Regions from separate parts of the Anas platyrhynchos genome. Here region 2 is linked to region 1. A link is a contact called in public Hi-C data. All regions are on one chromosome and are shown on one strand. The core of a region is the stretch at or near the end of the contact, and the rest is flanking DNA. Distances in the headings are between cores, read along the strand shown.

Region 1 (7,055 bases), core at 2,547-5,046:
TTCTCCAGTGCCCCGGTTACCCTGAAGTTCAGCGGTGAGTTCATTTTAGGTTGTCCCCCCAGGGAAAGCTGTAGAAAAGTGAGTTTCCTAACAGCTGTGAAAGGCCTGTTAGAGGTGTTAGAGGGAGCATGTCCTGCCCAGCAATTGTCACTGCCTTTTTTTTTATGCTAATAGCACTGAGAGGCAGCCCCTTGCACCACAGCCAGTACCCAGCAGGATGTGCCTGGGCTGTAGGGTTGGGCTTCCTTGCGAAGCTTTTCCTGTCCACACGGGGGATTTGGTGAGAGGACCTGCAAGCAGGTCGATGAGACTGAAGCTGAGAAGATAGCTCTGAGGGGGGCTCTGCTTTTAGTCCCTGTGTTTGAGCAGTTTCCTGGAGCTGTTCCTTCGTGCACAGACCTGGCTGTGTGCCCCAGGGAGAACAGTGAAGTCTCTTTCAAACACTAAGAAACCTTCAGCCAAAGGCCAGGATAGGACTTTAGGTGGTGCTGCTGCGGGCCGTGCAGCTGCTGCTCTTCCACTCGCCTTTCAAGGAGTGGGATGTGAGAGGTTAGGTTTTGGGAGCTGTTCGATCTGGGGCAGCAGCAGAAGCAGCTACACACGGACGCAGCTAAAATGTTCTTAGAAACTGACCTGCCAGGACAGGTGTGGTGGATGCCGTGGCTGGGTTCTCCTTGGAAACCACGGCTTGGGGTTTGAGACTGACAGAAAAGGGACTGGAGCTCTGGGTCGGTCCCACGGGTTTTCACTGAGTGAACCCAGAGCTGCTTTGTGCTGGGGACTCGAGGGCAGGGGGAGCCTGCTCCAGCAATAGGAATCTTTCGAGGGGTTTAACAAAGGCCCTGGGTATAAAACCCGTATCCACTCCCTCCCCACTTCTACTGCAGCTGGGTGAAGCTGCCAGAAAAAAGCTCAAATGTTAGGTGCTTGCAACTAGTGCTTTGTGTGCTTATTCTTCAAAGCAGTAACTCCAAGTCCAGCTTGCCTTCTGCCATCCTAAACCCAAAACTTGTGTTTATGTTCCATTGCTCCCTCCTCTGAGATCACAGGAGCTGTCTTGAGTGTGGACTTAGACCTCAACATGTTTCATGTTTGTGCAATTTGAAGTGTCTCGTATTTCTGCACTTAAACTATTTCCCAAAGCATCTATTCAAGTCCATACATTAAAAATGTAAATAAAGCTACAACGACAAAATCACTGGACCCACTGGGTTTGTTTTACTCTGATCGCAAGCTGCTTTTTGCTCCAGCACTCACTTTGTCTTGGGTGTCTCTTGTGTGTGCAGCTCCTTCCTCTCTTTGGAATTTTTCTTGTTTTTGTTCCAGTTTCTTCCATCACTTTATTTTTTAGTTTTGCCCTTCCGCGTCGTGTTTTCCTTGTAGCACAGGCAAGAATTAGCTGGTTGCTTACTCTCCCATGCTGCTGATTGATCTGACTCTGTAGCCTAGTGGTTAAATCCAGCAAGTTGCTTTGTAAGAACTGTTACCTCCAGTACTGCTGAAACCTGTAGAAGCTGACAGCACTTTATAGGTTGGGAAGCTTCAAAAGAGGATGCAGACCTTCTGTGGAGCACTTTACTGAAGGGGAAAGGAGGCAAATAGACACTAAATTTAGAGCATGGTTGATTTTTTTCTCTCATGTAGGTTGTAATCAAACTCCCACAAGAAGGGAGTACGGATGAGGTCTTTGCCTCACTCAAGAGCTCCCAACTGTGCAGTATCAGAACCTCAGCCCAGATCTTTCTAGGGACTCGTAGTGTCTGGATTAGAACTGAACCTCTGCTTCAGTTTGTAGCAACAGCTTTGTCTCTGGAATTTCCCCGATCCTTCCCAGGCCCGTGGGATTCAACACCAGCCCCTGAGGGGTGTCTTAGGCCAGTGCCACGAGACTTGTGATGAATTTGTGAACGCAGACCTTACATCCATGAACATTTTTTTGCCATTTTCTTAATGCTTTGCTTCTGTCTTGCTTTTCCTCCCTCCCCTCCTTTCTTATTGCACCTGCTGCCTCTCCTTACGGGGGTTGTTTGTTCTGGAAAGCTACAGTCTGTGTGACAGCAATGACCTACCGCTGTGCGAAGCCTACTGGAGACAAGATTTTGCCACGCTGTCCCCCGAAAGCCTCTCCATGCCTCTGACAACTGCCACAGCAGAGCAGAGCGTTGCTACCTCTCAGAGCTCGACCCCATCGCACCCTCACGTGAACGGGCATGGGGCGGGCCCGACGGAGCACTCCTGAAGAGGATTCTTTGCTGCTGACCACGTTCTTCCTGGTGGCGCTGAGCTGCTGGAAGTCTTCAACCTGCTGTACTGAGCGAGCATCTCCTGCTGTCAGGAGAATGCACTGGGGCTGTGTCTGCAGGATTTTGCTTGCTGGACAGCCACAGTGCTTTCTCCGTGCCTGGGACACTGCCACGGGTGTTCCTCGCGCTTAAGAGAAATGCTAAGTAAGTTCCAAGCTGATTGTTCTAACAAATTAGAGTTAGGTTTGCTTTTCCGTGACAGTTAACGTGTAGAGTTCGTTAGAAATCCAGAATTTATTTCCATGTGAATCTCACAGTAAGTACATGGTAGAGTGCTGGGAGCTGAACTTCTTAGGGCTAAGAAACTCAAGCCAAATCTGGGAGTGGTGAGTGTTTTGGGAGCTTTATGCTATTCCCATGGTTCCTGACATTCTGGCTGCTTTAAAGCTTTCTCAGGATGCCATCAGACAACTTCTGTTCTACTTAGAACAGAAACCTAAGAATCTTACAGTATTTTTACTCAGCATTCTTCACTGTCGAAATGCTTCACAAACTTGAACTTTTTGCTGGGAACCCTTTGGGAGGAGGCTCTCTGGGAGGCCTGTGTTGACGAGCAGTATTCTGCCTTTTGGAAAGAAAAGGGCAAACTGAGAATCAGACAGGTATTACATGCTGGGACTCGTTTACAGCTATAGATAGAAGCAGGAGCACCCTCCTGTTAGTCTGATTCCCTGTTCCACAATTTACACAGCAGCTTTCAATCAATGTAGCGTGAGCTAGCGTACAGCTTGCATTCACGTTGGTGATCGTTTCTTTAATTAATCCTTCAGCCAACTGAGGTGTGTGGAGCAGGGGGGGGTGACTCAGTTACAGTTTCCTTCCAAAGAAGCGATTTTGGTGCTTTGTTGGGCAGCTGGGCACTCGTGCCCTCTGTGGTTATGAGGTGGCTCTGAGTGTGCAGCCCGAGGGGTTGGGGGGAGCCGTGATGGCCGCGGGGCTGCTGCGTTCAGAACAGCAGAGCAGAGCTTCCCCAGTGTCCCGCTGTACCGTCTTGTTTCTTCGGGCGCGAGTTTTGGTTTACTTCCTCTTCTCTTTCTTCCATTCCATTTCTTTTTTTTTTTGTAACTAGGTGGTTTAATAAAATAACTCCTTTGTATATATTTTTTTTTAAGCGTGTGTTTTCAGCCACAACCCTCTGTGAAACCATGACACCACTGAGTGCAAGCATGCATTAGGACGAGCGTTAACTAAAAAAAACCCTCCAGCTGCAGCCCCGGCCCTGCCAGAAGCACCCCAAACTGTGCGAGCCCATGGAGGGGCAGCTTTCTGCGGGTGCCCTGCTTTGTGTCTGCCGAAACATGGCCCCAAAACGCCCCCAGCGGTGCCCCCCCGTGTCCCAACCCCCCAAGCTCCATGTGGGGCGCTGCAGCCCCGAGCCTGAAGGGATCTGATGGGTATGGGGGGGGGGGGGGGCGCTGCGGGTAGGCCCTGAGAGCCGCCACAACCCGGAAGTGCCACCACCGTTGCCATGGCAACAGCTTGCTGCTGGCACTTCCTGCTGTGCGTGGTGGCGTCACTTCCGGCGGGGTGGCAGAGGAAGGGGCAGGCTGCGGGAGGCGGCATGGCCAGCCTGGCCGCGCAGGACCGCTACCTGCAGGGCCTGGCCAGGAGGGCTGGGGTGCGCCACAGCCCCGAGCGCCCCCAGCCGCGGAAGAGGAAGCCGGGTGAGGGAAGGGGGGGGGGTTGGGAGGGACGTGGAGGCGCCTCGGGGCGGGTTGAGGGGAGCAGGGGCCGGGGGAGCTGGCTTGGGGCTGGTCCCTGAGCAGGGCCGCTGTGGTGGGCCGAGTTGTGAGCTCGGGTGGTGCGCGCTGCTCTGCGAGTCGTTGGTCTGCGTTCAGCCTTACACGGGGTGACTGGGTGTGGGAACATGGGGTTGATCCTAAAGTGGTCAACAAGGGTAGCTCTGTGTAAATAAATCCTAAAATACGCCGGTTTTCACGATTGAGATACGCCACTACAATGCTGCACGCTGGGAGTGCAGCTACAATCTTCCTTAATCGTAGAATCATTAAGGCTGGAAAAAACCTTCAAGATCATCTGTTCTAACTATTGATCTTTTCTTTCTTTTTTTTCTTTGCCTTCTAGTATCTAAACCAGGTCAGGCAGGGAATGGTAGCAGACCACCCCAAAAAAAGAGAAGGAGGTCCAAGAAGCAAGATGAGAGAACAAATGCGCCTCCAGCTAAACAGGGAGCCTCTAATGCCAATAAGCTTGCTCCAGAACAGAAAGCAGCCCCTCAAGCCAACAAATCAGCTCCGCCGGGTGTTACACAGAACAAAAATAAGAGTTCAGACACAGGTAAGAATAGCAGAGCTGTCTGTGGTCAGGTTAAAGATACCTGAGCCAAGGTGGCTGTGTTTCAGTTGTTTCATATGTGTATAGTTTGGAAAGCATGTAAGAAATCCAGCTGTATTGAAAGCTTTTTAGCTTAATCTGTGAATATAAACTTGCAATGTGGCCACTGGGTGGCTCTCTAGAATTACGAGCACTTCCTAGGAATTGCAGGGGTTTTATATATTTGGTATCTTCTGGGCATTATCACATGGATACAGTCTGTATCTTCCTATGCCTGCTTTCCATTAGGAACCTGAAACAGATGAATGGGGAGATGCAACTGGCATCTTTGTTTCCATTAACTCGGTATTTTTATCCCTTCTTGTTTGGGAACTACAGGGCCTGACAAGCTACTCAGGCTGGTCAGTGTTGAGTGATGATGTGGATAGAAAAAGGGGAATTTTAAAGAAACCAATAAGGTGGACACTCCTGTTTTCATTAGATTCTATGAATGGAAGAAAAATTTCAGAGAGCTCTCATAGCTTTTTCCCATAGCCATAGAAAATTGCTTTGTTTAGCTTCTGCCGTATTTCAAGTATTTTTATTTTCTGTCATTTTCAGGTGGCAAAAGTGAACTCAATTCCACTTCTTTTTCTGCGATAAATCTCTTGCGTCAGAGACTACATGAGAAGATTAAAGAAGCTTCAGGACGAGTATGAGAACTCTTTAATGTGTACCCTTATGTGTGTGGGCAGTATGAATTCTCCCTGGGCTACCATGGCACATGGGGATGAGGTTTAGGCTTTGAGATAATTCCATTCCTTAAGGAAGTGCCTGTAGGTAGTGCTGGGAGTCCTGTTTACATTCTGGAGTCCAGAAAAACACATGAAAAGGTAGCTCTTAGCTGGGAGCAGCACATGCCTGTGGTGGTATTTGAGAAAGAAAAGGCACAAAGTCTGCAAGGAACATAGCCACAGGATGCTCAGAGGGAGCAAAAGCTTTGAAATGTATTTACTATGTTTATTATCTCTAAAAGCTGAGCCCACGGCTTCTTACATACTCCTTTTCTAACAAGAGGTTTGAAATACATCCCACTTTTAGCTTTGTATTATCTCTGTAAGGCTCCTGATTCATGTCCATCCTTCTTCTTAGGATGATGACAAAGAACTATCCCCTTCAGTTCTGGAGAAGAGGCGGCGAAGAAAGTATGAGAAGGAGAGAAAGAAGCGCCGAAGAAAGGAGTTGAAGATGAAGGCAAAAATGGAGAAGAAGGAAACTGAGGATGTACCTGTAGAGCCACAGAGCAAAAAGGAAGAGAGTACAGCTGAGATTGTCTTCAACAGGGTTGAAGTCCATGAAGAGAACGATTTGAATAAGATCCAGAAGAAGAAAGAGAAGAGGAAAGGAGTGAAAGGTAAAATCACTCCCCTGACGGGCAGAAACTACAAGCAGCTGCTGAGCAGGCTGGAGGCTAGGAAGAATAAGTTGGAGGAGCTCAAGGATAAGGACCAGAAGAAAGCTCAGGAGCTAGAGAACAAAATAAAATGGACAAACCTTCTCTATAAGGCGGAAGGTGTCAAGATTCGTGACGACGAGGAGCGTCTTAAGGAAGCTCTGAAGCGTAAGGAGAAGCGTAAAGAACAACGCCAAAAGCAATGGGAGAAGCGGACAGAAAAAGTGGTAGAAAGGATGCAGCAGAGGCAGGAAAAGCGCCGCAAGAACATTCAGAAGAAGAAGAAAGAGAAGATAGAGCATAAGAAAGCCAAGGCCCGGAAGAAGGGCCGTGTTCTGCCAGAGGACTTGAAAAAAGCCGGCCTGTAGTGGGTGAGAGGCAGCTAGTGCTTGCAGCCTGGCCACGGGAGTTGTGGCGAGGGGCTGCTTGTGGGTTTTTTTTAATGAACTTTTACAAAATGGTTTCGGTGCATCTACCTGACGCTGGTTGGGCTGCGGGTGCCCACATCAGACCTGGGGGCTGGAGGAGGCGGTGTCTGAGGAACCCGCCTGTGTGCCAGTCAGGGCGGTGGCCACCCGAGTCAAATAAAAACAAACAAACGAACTTGTGTGTGTGCGTTAATTAGCTGTCCTGTCCTGCAGAGATGCTTTCAGATTGGGTTCCATTTCATTATTTTCCTGAAGACACACGTCACGGCCTCCCTTCCCTCTCAGGAGAGGCGCCCTGTGAGGGGCTGCGGCCTGCTCCTGGCTGGGCTGGCGGCCATGTCTCTGTGCTGCCATGGCAACGGGGCCTGACACTCTGCTCCTTCCCTTCTGCGGCCAGGGAAGGAGCAAGGAGCCCCCGGGCTGCTCCATGAGCAGGGGCTGAAACTGGGACCAGCGTGTGGATCCGCTGCCAGGAGCATTGAGGCCCGGAGGGTCGCTCTCCTCCCCGTAAATCCAAGCACCGGCCCCATGCAGCCGGTGGGGGCTGTGTGCCTCGTTCCCCTTGGTGATGTCTACACGCAGATCTTTGAAGATGAG
Region 2 (7,055 bases), core at 1,412-3,911, 84 kb after region 1:
CTGGCCCAGTTCCAGCAGCAGGAGCAGAGCGAGACCGAAGCAGAAGGTAGGATGGAGGTTCCCTGCTCACCGGGGTGTTTGGGGCTGCAGGGAGAGCAGTACTGGTTAGCACTGAGGGTCTCCAGAGCCTTTGGTCTCACCACATGGCTAAAACCCCTGTAAACACTGCCTGTGTTTACATGGAGACGCACTGGGAAGCTAATCCAGCTGAACTAGAGGTGATATTTCTAAGGGGATTAGTTAATCTGCCTTTAATCCTTTGTGGACGTTGGTATCCAGGTGAAAATGCCCGTCCTTCCACCTGGGCCTAGTTTATTTGAGCAGACGGAGATTAGGAGCTCTGAGGTGGGCTGTGGGTGTCTGCAGGGGTGGCACGGGATGTGGGGTGGTGCTGAGCTCATGGCTGCCCTGCGATGCTCAGCTTCTTGCCGTTTCTCACAGCTGTGGAGCACGGCGGCTGCACGTTCCAGCTGGTGGAGGAGAACGGGGTCGGGGACGGGAAGTCAGATTTCCTCTCCTTCTCCCCAGAGATGGTGGCGGAACAGTTCACGCTGATGGATGCTGTGAGTACTCACTCAGAAGGTGCTCTGCCCGCCTGCTGCTCCGGGCACAAGCCTGCCTGCTCCCTTGCTCCTGGCTGCCTCTTTTCCCCAAAAAAAAACAAACATCTCCATCCCCTTATCTTCCAGGAGCTGTTTAAGAAAGTGGTGCCTTACCACTGCCTGGGCTGCATCTGGTCGCAGCGAGACAAGAAAGGCAAAGAGCACCTGGCACCCACCATCCGTGCCACGGTCTCGCAGTTCAATAGCGTGGCCAACTGCGTCATCGCCACGTGTCTCGGAGACCGGTCCCTGAAGCCGCAGCAGAGGGCTAAAGTGGTGGAGCGGTGGATCGAAGTGGCTCGGGTAGGACAGCACCATCCTGCTCGCCTCCTGCCCCTGCCCAGAGCTGGGGTTTGGCAGTCTGGGCATTGCAGCAGGTCCCTTGGCTTTGTTTTTTTTTAACATGGGGTCCCTTTGTCTGTCCCCAGGAGTGCCGCCTCCTGAAGAACTTCTCCTCCCTCCGAGCCATCCTCTCGGCTCTGCAGTGCAACGCTGTTCACCGGCTGAAGAAGACCTGGGACGAGGTCCTGCGGTGAGCAGCGCCTGCTGGGGTCCTGCTGGGAGGTCTCAGGGGAGGTTGTGCTGCTGTTGTGGTTCTTTAATGCATGGAGGGGATCACTGCAGCTCTGGCTTTGCCCAGAACCCAGGGATCTAAGGAGGAAATAACAGCAGCATTGCCTGCTTCTCCTTTCCATCCAAAACACCCTGGGATAACCTCAGACAGCAAGGCTTGCTGGAGCTGCGAGCTTTGCTGGGGTCATTTGGGTGAGCAGAAGAGAGCCCGAGGAAGCGTGGCACCGTTGCTGACTTCCCCCTGTGTTTCCCCCGAGCAGGGAGAGCTTCCGCACCTTCCACGAGCTCTCGGAGATCTTCTCTGACGAGAACAACCACTCCCTGAGCCGGGAGCTTCTCATTAAGGTACGGGGAAGTGGGCACCCACATCGCTGTACGTCTGACACGGAGTTAGGCTGATGCTGGCAGAAATCTCCACGTTGCTCCAGCTGCCAGCCCTGGCGGAGCTGCTGGGGCTGCAGGCAGGGGGTTTGGAGCAGGCTGGGCTTTCTGCTTCTCCACCCAAAAGTCGTCATTGCCCGAAGCGTTCAGAGCAATTTAGCCAGCAGAGATAAGCAGTGGGATATGATCCTGTGCACCAGATGACGGCTGCTCCCCAGAGGCAGCTGCGTTTGAGCAGCCTGGTGCAAAGGGCAGAGCTCTCGGGAGGCCTCTTGGTTTAAGGTTGGGCTGTGGGGTCTGTGAAAGGCTGCAGCCCCGGCGTCCTTCCCACAGCTTTCCAGCCTCGCTGCAGATCGGGGCTGAGATCACACAAAACACAAAAGGGAACAAAACATCCCATTGAGGAGCTGTTTATACAGAGGGCTGGAAATGGGAGCAGCCTTTCCTATTCACTGAGGCTCTCCTCCCTGTTTGCCATGGAAAAGCCCAGCCTTGATTTCCTCCTTTTCCCCTCATTCCTCTTAACCTCCACGAGCAAATTCCACCAGTAAAAGGGGGTGTGAACTTTAGCTCCTCTCTTGTAATGGTTTCCCACCCGCACTGATCCCCACCTCTCCCCACCACCCAGGAGGGCACGTCCAAATTCGCCACCTTGGAGATCAACCCCAAGAGGGCTCAGAAGCGGCAGCAGCAGCAGCGAGAGATGGTGAGTGGGGCACGGCCCTTCCCGTGTCCCCTTCCTGGTGGCTCTGTGGGCTGGGCTCAGCTCTTCTCTGACCCCGGCTGTCCCTTGCTGTCCCCCAGGGCGTGATGCAGGGCACCATTCCTTATCTCGGCACCTTCCTCACAGACCTGGTGATGCTCGACACCGCCATGAAAGATTTCCTGGACGTACGTACCTCCGTCCCTATCCTCCAACCCCTCTCCTTCCTCCACCCAGGCATCCCCACAGCCTGGAGTGGAAAATGGGGGCGGTTCCCCGTACATCTCTCTCTGCCCCCCTGTGTGTCCTATATCCAACGCTTCCCCCTGTGTCCTGCATCCAGTGCTGCCCCCTGTGCATCCCATACCCAGCGCTGCCCTTGTGCCTCCATTCCCTGGCCGTTCTCGCACTGCCCCTTGGCGGGCACAGCCCGCACTGCAGCGGCTCCAAGCTGGGCAGGCAGAGAGGGCTGGGAGCAATTCTCCTTCCCCTGCTTCCCACTGACCTCTGTTCCTTCTTTTCCAGGGAGGGCTGATCAACTTTGAGAAGAGAAGGAAGGTGAGAGCTTCACCGCGGCATGGGCACAGCTGGGTGGAGGGAGGAGGCTGGCTTTGTGCAAGCCCGGGCTCTGCTGGTCTCTTTGGGGTCGATCTTTCTTTTTCTTTGCTGTGGTGTTCTTCATTTTGGGGAGGGAGATCTCTGTGCACAGGGCTGAGCTTTTTAGGGGTGTGTGTGTGTGCGCTGAGGCTGGTAAACATCCATTCTGACTGCCTCCGTTGGCTGCAGGAGTTTGAAGTCATCGCTCAGATCAAGCTGCTTCAGTCGGCCTGCAACAACTACAGCTTCACGCAGGAGGACCACTTCGTGGACTGGTTCCACAGCCTGGAGCGGCTCAGCGAGGCCGAGAGGTGAGCACGAGCGGGGCTGAGCTGCTGCTGCTGCATGGGGAAGCCCCTGGCTCATCGCCTCCAGCTCTGCAGCCCTCACCTTGCCCCGGCGAGCTGCAACCTTCCTCTCCTCTCCCCCCAGCTACGGGCTGTCGTGTGAGATCGAGCCGCTGTCGGAGTCAGCCAGCAACACGCTGAAGGCCAAGAAGAACACGGGCATCATCAAGCGATGGAGCGAGTGAGTCCGCTCGTCCCGGTGGGATGCGGGGTGGAGGCGGGTGCCAAGGCCGTCCCCACGGTGGCCGCAGTGGTGCTGGGCCATCCTTTCCTCATCCCGCTCCCTTCTCACCCTTCCCCTGTCCCTCCCGGCAGCCGGCAGCCGCCGAGCAGCGAGCCCTGCGCCAGTGGCAGCTCCCACTCCAAGTCCTTCGACCAGCTCAAGTGCGGGCAGTACCTGTGCAGCGGGGACGCCACCGACTCGGTCAGCGTCACCTCTGCCGGCTCCAGCAGCTCGGACGTGGAGGAGATCAACATCAGCTTCATCCCCGAGTCCCCCGACTGCCAGGAGAAGAAGGTACGGGGCAGCTCGTGGGGAGGCAGGCGTGCCCTTCACGTGGGGACAGCCCTCAGCCTGCTTTGGGGCTGGGGGCCTCGGTGTGGCGGGGTCTCACGCCTCCGGTGGCTGTACGTCCCCTGCTGGCGCAGGGCAGTGAGATCCCTCTGGCCTCCCTTCCCCAGCACTCGTACACCCCGTCTGTGGCTGATGGAGAAGCTAAAACCACTGTGTCCTCCGCATCCCCTCTCCTCCCTGCCCTCCAGTTCTGGGAATCCACCTCCCTCTCCTCCCTGGACACGTCGGGCATTGGCTCGGGCTCCAGCAGTGCCTCGTCCTCCTCCGTCTCCTCCACGCCGGTGACGGCCTCCCGCACCCACAAGCGCTCGGTCTCCGGCATCTCCAGCTACTCGTCCCTCTCGCTGCCCCTCTACAACCAGCAGGTCGACGACTGCTGCATCATCCGCGTCAGCCTGGCCGTGGACAATGGCAACATGTACAAGAGCATCCTGGTGAGCAGCAGGGAATTTGGGTGGGGGGGGAGCTCGCCGCGCTTGGACGCGGGCATGTCCCACACTGGGAGGAGACGGAGGCAGGAGGTTTTGTAGCGTTTTGTCCCCTCTTTGGTTAATAATGCTCTGTGCCTGCAGGTCACAAGCCAGGATAAGACCCCGGTGGTTATTCGCAAGGCCATGGCCAAACACAACTTGGACGGGGACCGGCCTGAAGACTACGAGCTCGTTCAGATCATCTCGGAGGAGAGAGGTGCGTACCGGCGTGTGGGAGGCTTTCCAGGCCCTGGCTGTCTCCCCAGCTGACCACACCTCAGCCTGGGGAGCACAGGGGGGAGCAGGGCTGGGAGGTGGCAGCAGGGGGGTGCCAGCCCCCAGGGACTCCTCGCAGCCCTTTTTGGGGTGCCCAACTGACCCCTGTCCTTGGACACTTCTAGAGCTGAAAATCCCCGACAATGCCAACGTCTTCTACGCCATGAACTCGGCCGCCAACTACGACTTCGTGCTGAAGAAGCGGGGTTTCTCCAAGGGGGTGAAGATCAAGCACGGCTCCAGCTCCACCCTGCCCAGGATGAAGCAGAAAGGCCTGAAGATCGCCAAAGGCATCTTCTAGCCTCAGCCCCACTGCCACCCCTCACCGATGGGGCCTTGGGGGCAGGCTGCTCCGGGCCCGGCTGTGGCTGGTCCCCGTGCCACCGGCACGGCGAGGAGCGACCCTCGCCCGCACCGAGAGCCAGGGCGCTTTGGCAACCGGTGGCCTCCGCCTCTCTGCACAAGCTCCTGTTTCAATCAGGTCTTTTTTTTTTTTTTTTTTTTTTTTTCTCTCTCTACACAGGAAGGCAGCGGGGGGAAATCTCTCTGTTTTATTATTTTTATTTTTCAAACCTTCCACGGTGCGCCACTCGTCCAGCCACCGGCCTGCCCAGAGCAGGAGCCCGCCTCTCTGCCGTAGGTGCCTTGTGTCCGCGCGAGCCGGGGAGCGGAGGCCTGCAGAGGGGCCGTTTGCAAGGAAGCTGCTCCGGGAGCTTCCCAGCGTTGGTTTTACCTCCACGTCCTTATCCTGGGAGAAGCCGTGGACGAGGAGGCACGCTGGAAAGGATTCAGCCCCGTGCCGGTGCTGGGAGCCCCGGGAAGGGCTGCGTGCGTGCCGCGATGGAGCGGGCGCCTTGTGCTCTCGATGACTGGAAGCCTTCGCGTGGTCTCGCTCCTCTCCCCGATGCAGCTGGACTTCGCCAGCCCGCGTTCAAACCTGCACCAAAGATCAAATGCCAGTGTCTCTTCTGCAGGCGGGGGAAGCTTTGAGCGCCTCCCCGTGCCCCCAGAGCTGCCAGCCTAGCGAGGAAGAGGAGAGTGAATTTCTGTCCAAATCTGTGTAAATAGAGACCCTGGGTCTGCGCAGGTGGGCGAGGAGGCGAGACAGAGCTCGGGGTGCTCTGAGTACCCCGGTGCCGCCACCTGCCCCCCAGAAAGTGCCACTCACCTTGGGCTTTAACCAGACTTTTTCAAACACTGACCATGGGAGAAGCAGCAATGAGACTTCTTTTGTATAAAACGAAAATGTTTACTTTTTTTTTTTTTTTTCAATATTTATTGGTTGTAAATAGAAAAGATGAACTTGTACATTTTACTAACCCAGCCTCCCCCTGCCTTGCAGCCCAGTCCCTCTCCTCTCCCCCCTGCTGTTTTGGGCTGCTGGAAGCAGCAGCCTTGCGCTGTCACGCTCTGAGGCACAGACCACTCTGGCCTCCCTCTCTCCCTTGTTTCTTTCCCACTAGTTGATCGAGCAGGGGCAGAGATGCTTCTTTTATTGACTGTAGGAAACACTAACCAAAGGGGGGACTTTTTTCCTTTTTAAAACTTTTTTTTTTATTATTTTTTTTATGTTTTCTTTGCTCCTGGACCTGCTGGGCCATCTCGTTTAAGCACTTCCTCCCACCCCACTCTCTCCTCCCTGTCTGTCCGTGCTGCTGGGAAGGGGCCACGCGTTCCCCGGCTCCAGGAGAGGGGCCTGGGCTGCAGCAACGCTGCGCTCTCATGCTTGGGGGACCAGGGCTGGTGGCAGGAGGTGGTGGTGGGACCTGTAGGGACCCGTGGCACCGGGCGGGGAGAGGCTGCTTGCTTCTTGACCAGCGGGGCTGGCACCAGCTCTGCCAGCCCCGTGTCCCCTTAGGGTGGCACGGCCTGGCCCACCGTGCCCACGCTGCACATGATGGGAGCCGCTGGCACCCTGACGCAGAGCCTGCCTCCTGTTTCCCCCCCCTCCCTGCCTGGAGCCTGGTACCAGCACCCCAGGGCCTCCCCTCGGCCCCGTGCCACTCTGTGCCTGCCAGCTCCTGCCCACCCCGCTGTCACCGTCCCCTTCCTTCCCCTCCTGCCTTTTTCCCTCGGCAGCTCAGCATCACCGGAGGGACTGGCTGTACCATATGTATTTTGTACCACTTCAATGAAGGAGCACACTGCCCAGTGTGACTTGTACACAGCAATGTAATTAGTCTTTGCAATAAAATATCGATGCTCAAACGTCCCTGCCCCAAGGCAGGGGGTGTCCTATCTTCCTTCCCAAAATGCTGTCCCGTTCCTGGAGAAAGGGGAAACAGATCTGACCGTGGATGAGGTGGTGGCTGAGCCTGGGGTTGTACCGTGCAGTACATGAGTTGAGCTTTGTTTTGGGCTTGAATGAAGAAACAAGGCTTTTTTATTTGCAGACCTAGTTCCTGCTTTCAACTAACCCTGTTCATTTGAGTCTGAGTTGTTGGGCCTGGTACATTTTCCAATAGTATAAATGGGACCTCTACTGTACCGGTTTTACTCCTTTTCATATTAGCAATGGTTTTAAGAGCAACT

What was found. Hi-C and Micro-C count contacts between places; a contact is called where the count stands out from the background.
Region 2: a Hi-C map of subcutaneous adipose tissue shows a contact between it and region 1, with 3 times the contacts expected there. The contact joins the enhancer-like site here to the promoter of SURF6 in region 1. A contact is called at or near these places in 3 of 8 Hi-C or Micro-C datasets (liver, skeletal muscle and subcutaneous adipose tissue).

Annotation. Positions count from the first base shown.
Region 1 is chr18:9,238,817-9,245,871 of IASCAAS_PekinDuck_T2T, forward strand. SURF6 (surfeit 6) reads left to right here and starts at 3,797. Exons shown (of 4, transcript XM_038188111.2): 1 at 3,797-3,967; 2 at 4,389-4,601; 3 at 5,199-5,290; 4 at 5,730-6,633. The coding sequence starts at 3,865. The coding sequence ends at 6,398. It overlaps MED22 (mediator complex subunit 22), which reads left to right. Exons shown (of 4, transcript XM_027470729.3): 4 at 2,047-3,403. The coding sequence ends at 2,239. It overlaps CCDC180 (coiled-coil domain containing 180), which reads left to right and starts at 6,786. Exons shown (of 36, transcript XM_072025379.1): 1 at 6,786-7,055. The coding sequence starts at 6,987.
Region 2 is chr18:9,324,185-9,331,239 of IASCAAS_PekinDuck_T2T, forward strand. It overlaps RALGDS (ral guanine nucleotide dissociation stimulator), which reads left to right. Exons shown (of 18, transcript XM_038188096.2): 5 at 1-46; 6 at 442-563; 7 at 690-905; 8 at 1,031-1,134; 9 at 1,436-1,520; 10 at 2,185-2,262; 11 at 2,361-2,447; 12 at 2,785-2,817; 13 at 3,046-3,167; 14 at 3,289-3,384; 15 at 3,519-3,720; 16 at 3,885-4,211; 17 at 4,350-4,464; 18 at 4,649-6,731. The coding sequence ends at 4,824. GTF3C5 (general transcription factor IIIC subunit 5) reads right to left here. Exons shown (of 12, transcript XM_038188108.2): 12 at 5,069-7,055. Among named protein-coding and RNA genes, the nearest start is that of GTF3C5, 12 kb to the right of the region's middle. Within about 2 kb of position 2,662, at least 1 of the 8 cell types and tissues checked has an H3K27ac peak or open chromatin away from gene starts, as enhancers often do. A contact at or near this core is called in subcutaneous adipose tissue, where this site is marked.